Regions from separate parts of the Mus musculus genome. Here region 1 is linked to region 2. Evidence: chromatin contacts called from public Hi-C data. All regions are on one chromosome and are shown on one strand. Each heading gives the region's core, a stretch centred on a gene start, on an enhancer-like site or on the middle of the called end of the contact. The rest is flanking DNA. Distances are from core to core; before and after follow the strand shown. Region 1 overlaps Car10 (carbonic anhydrase 10). Region 2 holds the start of Car10 (carbonic anhydrase 10).

The links. A called contact is a pair of places that touch in the nucleus more often than the background predicts.
Region 1: a contact with region 2 is called in a Hi-C map of cerebellar granule neurons, with 3 times the contacts expected there. The contact joins the enhancer-like site here to the promoter of Car10 in region 2. A contact is called at or near these places in 4 of 39 promoter capture datasets (the 3T3-L1 cell line, liver, pre-B cells and 1 more), 6 of 484 Hi-C or Micro-C datasets (brain, cerebellar granule neurons, cerebellum and 2 more), 1 of 115 datasets of contacts at active chromatin or transcription factors (embryonic stem cells) and 2 of 9 other capture datasets (adipose tissue and liver).

Annotation. Positions count from the first base shown.
Region 1 is chr11:93,136,521-93,140,082 of GRCm38.p6, reverse strand. All of the region lies in intron 2 of Car10 (carbonic anhydrase 10), which reads right to left. Among named protein-coding and RNA genes, the nearest start is that of Car10, 40 kb to the right of the region's middle. Within about 2 kb of position 2,047, at least 1 of the 459 cell types and tissues checked has an H3K27ac peak or open chromatin away from gene starts, as enhancers often do. A contact at or near this core is called in cerebellar granule neurons, where this site is marked.
Region 2 is chr11:93,096,589-93,100,256 of GRCm38.p6, reverse strand. It overlaps Car10 (carbonic anhydrase 10), which reads right to left and starts at 1,891. Exons shown (of 10, transcript NM_001361708.1): 1 at 1,535-1,891; 2 at 1-611. The coding sequence starts at 31.

The DNA of each region.
Region 1 (3,562 bases), core at 798-3,297, 40 kb before region 2:
TCTTTGGCTTGCAGGGACCCGGATTTGAAGAGACAGAAGATGTGAACGTATCACCTATTGAATCTACTGATGTCCTGCTTGGGCTTCTATCTCCATCAGCAAATGCATGAATAAGTAATGAGCTCATCTTAGTACCTGCTTGGGTAGATTGTATCAGCAGGCTTAACACTCTAAACAACATTAGGACAAATCCCCAGGCATCCATAGGGTGGAAGGGAGATTGGGATTGGGTTTTAATAAGAATAGAGTAAGTACTTTGAAAATGATCAGATACTTTATAAAGGTTAGTGATTAGTATTAATTCTTCTGACATCAACCTTATGTTCAATGGTCCTGATTCCACAGTTCCTTGTGAGCGAAGCAGCCTTTTCTAGAGACTTTATTTGTGTTCTTTATCACCAGTTTGGTTAAGGTACAGGTCTGTTTTGTACTGGTGGTCCTGACATATGACTTAAGAGTTTTAAACTTGATAGTGGTGGGAAGACATTAAGTACAACCTCATGTAAAACTTTGAATTTTGGTCTCATGCCAGGCTAGCAATATATAGTACAATACATCCTAATGTTGCTAGGCTGTAGCAGATAGCTGCAGCTCCTAGTCAGATACTGATAATGTTAGAAATTTGATGTTCTACAGTGCATAGAGTTGCTCGGCTCTAATGGTCAATAGTTCAAGTTTACTAAATACACCTTTGACTAATAATATTTTTAGTTTATAATGGTTTAAGTAAAGGAGCTCCCATAGTTTCACCTAGTATTCTCTCTCTTTCTCACACACATGCCCCTTCTCCTTGGTTTGTATTCAGGAAACACATATTACCAGGAGAGAGAAGAACCATTATAGCGAGGAAGCAATATATGAGAAGGAAACTGGGATCCTGAACACTGTCATAACAATCACAAGGTCATAAAAATGGACATGGAACAAATAACTACTTAGTTTGAGAAAATTTAATGTAACAAATAGACTGACTGGCTCAGTGCATCGGATTTTATTTTAGATCAGTGAGGATGATAAAGCATTTGAAAAAGAAAAGAAAAAAAGAAAGAAAGGAAACCAAAGCTGCTTCTAGATGTGGATGATTCCTACAGTTATTAGGGTGTTATATGCAAATCTATATTAATGGTAAAATAAAAGGGCTAATTTGGAATAGAATGCAGTTGATCTCTAGGGCTGGCTGGCAAAGTGGTCAGCTCTGTCCCACCTGCTTCAATAATGTCAAAGTGAAGCATAAGCATGCACGATCATTTTTTCATTGTCCATTTGTTACTTGTATAATAGAAATAGTAGAACTGAGTTATCAAAACAAAGACAGCCCTGGCTCACAAATTCAAACATAGTTACCAACTGGCACCTTACATAAGATGCCATAACTACTCATAGCTTTCATCTTAAACTTGAGATGTTGGTGCTAAAGGATCAGGAGTGATGGCAGGAGAAGTAGCCTCTGCCAGGGAAGAGGGCACCAATTGATTACCCAATACCAAATGTCAGCTCTGAAAACATACACATAATATGTGCATTATACAGGGTGAGCAGGACATTTAGAGGTGGAAAAAACAGAGGAAGAGAATAAAAAGGAAAAAAAGGAGAGGAAAGAAAGAAAGGAAGAAAAAAGAAATGAGAGGAAATGGAGGAAGAAAGGAGAGAAGGAGGGAGGGAAAGGAAATGGAAGGTAAGGGGAGGGGAGGGGACAGAACGGGAGGGGAGTGGACAGCAGGGGAGGGAGATATTTTCTGATGTTGGCTTTTTCTTTGGGATTAAATGCTGACTCTAGAACTGATTGGTTGGTTTTTTATTTTCTTTCTGAAAATAAATTCAGTACTCTACCTACAAAGAAACTAACATTATTTTCCACTTTTCTGTCATAAATAATGGATGAGTTAAAATATGCAAGCTATCAAGCACAGTGTCTACTACAAATTCACAATTTCTATCTATTCGCTAATGTTCTCATGTACAACAAGAGCAGATTGCCCTCTCAGAATGGATCACTGGCTCTGGTGCTAACAGAAGCACCTAGGTGCTCTCCTGCTTTCCACACAGGAAAGTCTGGCATGTGTCCACACACTGGGAATGCAGACTGACTTTTTTTTTCTAGGCATCTCAAAGTAGTCATGCAGAAGAGAAACCATTTTCTCTTTTTTCTAGTCTCAGATGATTGCTCAAGTCTAAACCTTATGCAGATATTACAACCCTCTGCCTGCCTCCCCCTTTAAAGACCAGCCTAACAACTTTGACAGAACAATGAGTTTATGTTTTCACTTTTAAATCATTTAGGGGCTCTAAATAAGACCCAGAGACTGTGGTTTACAACACCAGCCTGGAATTCCTTGGAAAATGTGTATTTGTTTGTACAAAGACTCAGCTCAAGGTTAGAGGTCTATGCTCTAAGGTAGAGATGTAAAATTAAGAGACTTGATAAAATGAGTCGACACTGTGAATATCTCATGTTCTTGAAAAATAACTCATGTCTTTGGGTGAATGTAATACATTTCTTTTTCTGTCTCTTGCACTGTGTGTGTGTGTGTGTGTGTATGAGGGGGTGAGGTTGTGTATACATACTGATATCAAATGGTTGGGCACTGCCATGGAGCCATAGAGAAAATCAATTATGTAAAATTCATACCCTGGGGAGTAGTGATCCACTTGGGAGGCTAGCAAGTCCATTGCCAGTTAGATAGTAATGAATGAGTTCAAGGACAGTACAAGACAGCAATGAGAAAGACCTACATGTAATGACTAATTAGCTACTAAATGCTCTCTTCAGATAGCTAACATTACAGAAAAGTCAGAGGAGAATAAGATCCACAGGACACATGAATTTGTTGAGCAAAACACAAGAAAATGGCCCTCTTCCTCTTACTAAAGGGAAATTAAAAACATTAAAGCTAAATATGTATTTACATTTCAAACGAGTCAGTTAAAGTGTTTTAGTTTAAAATGAGCATTAATGAATGAGCTTCTCCAGGCTCACAATGTGTGTTAATCAGCCACTCGATGTTGTTTCCTGACAATTTCAGTTATAGCATATTTGGTGAAAATGAGTGTACTAGACCAAAAGGTTCAGATGGAGATCAAGACACACAGTATGATGATATCTTAAGAAGACACGTGCCAATAAAGGAGTATGGGATGATGGCCCTAACTGTGTCAGTGAAGAAGGTGGATGGGGTGATGACCTGACCAAATCATTAAGAAGAGTGGGATGACACCCTGACCTGTGTCACTGAGAGGAATGGCATGATGCTCTGACCTGTGTCAATGAGCAGGATAGGGTGATGCCCTGACCTGTGCTGAGCAGGATGGGGCAATGCTCTGACCTTGTCAGTATGGAGGATGGGGTGACGCCTTGAGCTGTGTTAATTAGGAAGATGAGGAGATACCTGAACTGAGGCAGTGGAGCCCAGTAGAGAGGATATAACAGAGCTCAGGAAGCTTCCCTGAATCAGACTGAATGAGTACGTGGTTCAGTTCTAATAAATTATAGAAAGACCAGCCTGACACACCTGCAGAAGAGCCACCTTAAGGAAGCTTGGTTGTCATGTTCATCGCTTTCTTG
Region 2 (3,668 bases), core at 642-3,141:
GAAGAAAAAGCACCTCCCAGACTATTTCCATCCTCTGATTCTCATTCCAGGTGCATCACTCGACGGGAAAACAGGGGGGAAGGGGGGAGCCCGACACGGTACACACATACACACACGCACACTCTCTCCAGAGAGCGCACACTCGCGCTCCCACCCGACAGCCGGCCAGGGACAGGCACCCCCAAGATCAATAACGCAGTTTGAATTGTTTCGGCAAATCTCCCCTCGGGCTCTTCGGATGTACTCCCCAGATGTGCTGACACATGTCCGATGCCTCGTTGCCTCGGAGGTCTCCCCTCTCTTGTATCTCTGCTCCTCTCACCAGTGGCAGAAATGGCACTTGCGGCGACCGCGGTGGCGGCGGCGGCAGCCACCTGAAGCCAACAGCACTGGGCTTTTCCTGCAAAACCGAGACCCCGATCCGCCGGGCGCCCCAAGAAGACATAGACAACAGCCCCCCGCTGGGCCGAGCTGTAGAGTTCTGGGCTCTTGCTCTCTTTCCGTAGGCTAGCTGAGCCCAGGTAGTCCGCGACAAGTTGCCCTCGAAGTCCGCCCCCCTTCACCGGGGCATGGTCAAAGGGTGACTGCTGTCTCTGATCAGGCCAGTTCTCCTGCTTCCGGAGGGGTGGGGAGAGAGGAGCAGACACCGCACACAGAGAAAGAAAGAGAAGCGGGGATTATTGCCCGCAAACACAGGTCACCAGCTGCCTCCGTTGACCCTCCCTGCTCCCCAAGTCCTCGAGCCGCCTGCCGCCTCCAAGCTGGCTTCAGGCGATGCTTCCAGGACGCCGAGCCCAAGGCTAGGCTCCCAGGACTGGGGTGCGTCGGGAGTCTCACTGACTCCCCCTCGTTGCACGCGCGCTTTCCGCTTTTCTGCTATTTTCCAGGGCTCCCCAGACCCCGCAATTGCCTCGCTTCCATCGCCCGCAACTAGCACCGCCGCCGAGATTTTCCGCAATGCAACTGCAGGGGTCGTTATTTCCTCGCCTACGGATCCCGACGCCTTCCCACTTGGAGAGGAGGAGGGCAGGTGGGGGCGGGAGCACGAGGAGGAGGGGAAGGAGAAGGCTCGGCCAGGTGAGCTTCCGTGCGGCCGCCCGGAGTCCCCACGTCAGCGGGGCGGCCAGGCACCCGGGGGCGGAGGCAAAAAGTCCGTCCCGGGGAGGGCGGCGAGGACATAAGGAGCAGTAGCTGGGAGTCAGCACTTCAGGCCACTGCCTCGGCCGGGACCCTAGGCGCCAGCCTTGGAACTCCGCCCCGCCCGGCTGCCCCGCTTCCCCTCCAGGAGCTTGGAGTTTCTTTTTTCTTTAAAAAGAACTTCTCGGCTGTTCGCTCACTACAGAAAAGCCGTGCGGGACTCATCTTGGAAGGACTGCGCTGTGCTCATTCCCTCTGCAGCGGAATTTGAAGGATTTTTTTTCTTTCTTTCTTTCATAATCCATTCCCTGCCCTCTCCTTTTCGTCCCTCTCCTGCTCCCTCCTTCCCCCCCCCCCCGCCCCCATCCTGCTCGGATGCCAGAAGAAAGCTACTTACCCCACAGTTCTCTTCGCAGATTCCCTGATCAGGTGCAACTCTTGCCCGCAAGTCCCTCACCTCCCTCCTCTCGCAACGGACACTCTAAGTCCGGGTACCAGCGGCCGCCAACCGCATCCCTATCAGAGCAGCTACGGGAGAATCCGATACCATCGGAAACCCAGGCCTCCCGGGAAACGGGTTTCCCTTCTTGTTTTTCTTTCACCGTTTTTCTTTAGAAAAGCTCTCAAACGCTTTGGTGGCTTTTGATGGACCCCGGGATACTCTCGGTCAGCGACACTCAGCAGCTTCCAGGGAAGGAGATTTTCCCCCAGCAAGCCGGCGCGCGCGCACTCTTGCCCAGCGCGCGGCTCTCTCGGGCCCCAGGGGAAGGAGGGGGCGGCGAGAGCACCACCCACCACCCAGGCGGAGCCGGAGCCGCCGGGTCTGCAGAAGGTCTAGCCCTGGAAGGGCGGCCTGGGAATGCAGTGCGGATGCAGGGTAAATGCTAGGAAATCCTGCGCTCCGGACTGCTCGCCTAAAAGGGCTAGGGGTGAACAGGGAAGGAAAAACTGCAGCAGATTTGTGTGCGTCTATCAAGGCAGGAGTGGCTGGCGGAAAGCCCCAGACCTACCTCTTTTAAGGGTGCTGAAGAAGAAGAGGGCAGGGCAGAGGGAATCCCTGGAAAGATCTGGGGTTTGTGGAGAAGCTTGTCCGGATACCCAAGTGTGACGTTGGGAGGCTTTGCATAAGCGCGGATGGACACACACAACAAACACACGCACAACCCACAGGGAATATTTTTGTACTTTTAAATTGCTGATGCTTAGAAGCTGTTTCACTGTGAGCCTCGATCTAATAAGCATAGAAAGAGTGGAGAAGTGGAAAGGAAGAAGGTGGGAAAGAACCATGTTTTTTGATCTGCACAGTAGATGCAGCAAACACAGCGAACATCCAGACTGTGTGGCATCTAAGGGTGCGGCATAAGAGCCAAAGTAGTTACACCAGAGGGCTCCCCGGATTCTTGAATGGAGTCTAGGAAGTCTAGAGATTCTCTGTACTGGGAAGTCGGGCGTCATGAGACCCGGAGGGGAGCAGTGGGGGTGTGGGGGCTGGCGCTGAGAGAGGAAGGAAAGCAGCTAGCTGACTGCAGAAACCAGAGTGTGCGGTTCTGCAGCCTCCGGGGATCCTAAAAAAGAACCGCTGGCAGTCTTGCCTACTCTTTAAGAAGGAGGTGTGGCCGAGGGAATTTTTTCCCCCCTCTGAGACGACAGCCAAGGACTCCAGGTGGCCAACGCATTAAAAATCGAGGCTCGGATGAAATAAATCCATGCTTTTTAGGTAGAGAACTTTGAGACTCAGCAGGAAAGACATTGAGACTTGAGAACATTAATAGAATCAGAGACGGTGAGAATTAGCCCATTTGGGAAACATAGAGGGGAGTGTTTGTCTCCGTGTCTTGAAAGTAGACTGCATGAAAGGGATTTTTTTGAGCAGAGAGAGAAGAAAGCAGTTTGCCAAATGTGAACAGAGCCATCGTAGGTCAGCACCACGGATAGCGACCTACCTTCTGTGATTCCAAGCTGGTTTACTGACAGCAGGAGAGCTTTCTCTCTGGATGTGCAAGCAAAGTGACTGGGTTTTATACCACATAACCATTCATTTATTAACGGATTATGCAAATATCAAGTGACTGACTTATATACATCAAGCATTGTAGTACAGTGTTGTGGTTTTAAAACTGAAAAGCACGATGGGTGTTTATCACAGAGCTCAGAGATTGTGCCTTCCTGTACATTTTGCCTTAAGACCAATGCTAGTAAATAATAGTTCATCCCTTTCTTTCCTGCCTAGACCTGCCACTGTCACTGTAAACGTTTAATTTATCATTGTTTATAATGTATTTAAAAAATAAACTCATGAGATTATTTGTTAGTTAAAAAAATGTATTGATTGATTTCCATAGACCAGGCATTGATGAGTCTCTAGCATGAATTATCTCACTTAGTCATCATTAACATCCCGTCTTGGTCCATTTGTGATGCTTTCACAAAATAGCACAGCCCACAAAATTTATAAATAATTTTTTACACTCCTGGAGGCTGGGAGAGGGCTGAGGTTGGGACATTCCACACTGAGAGAAAGGGTTCTTTCT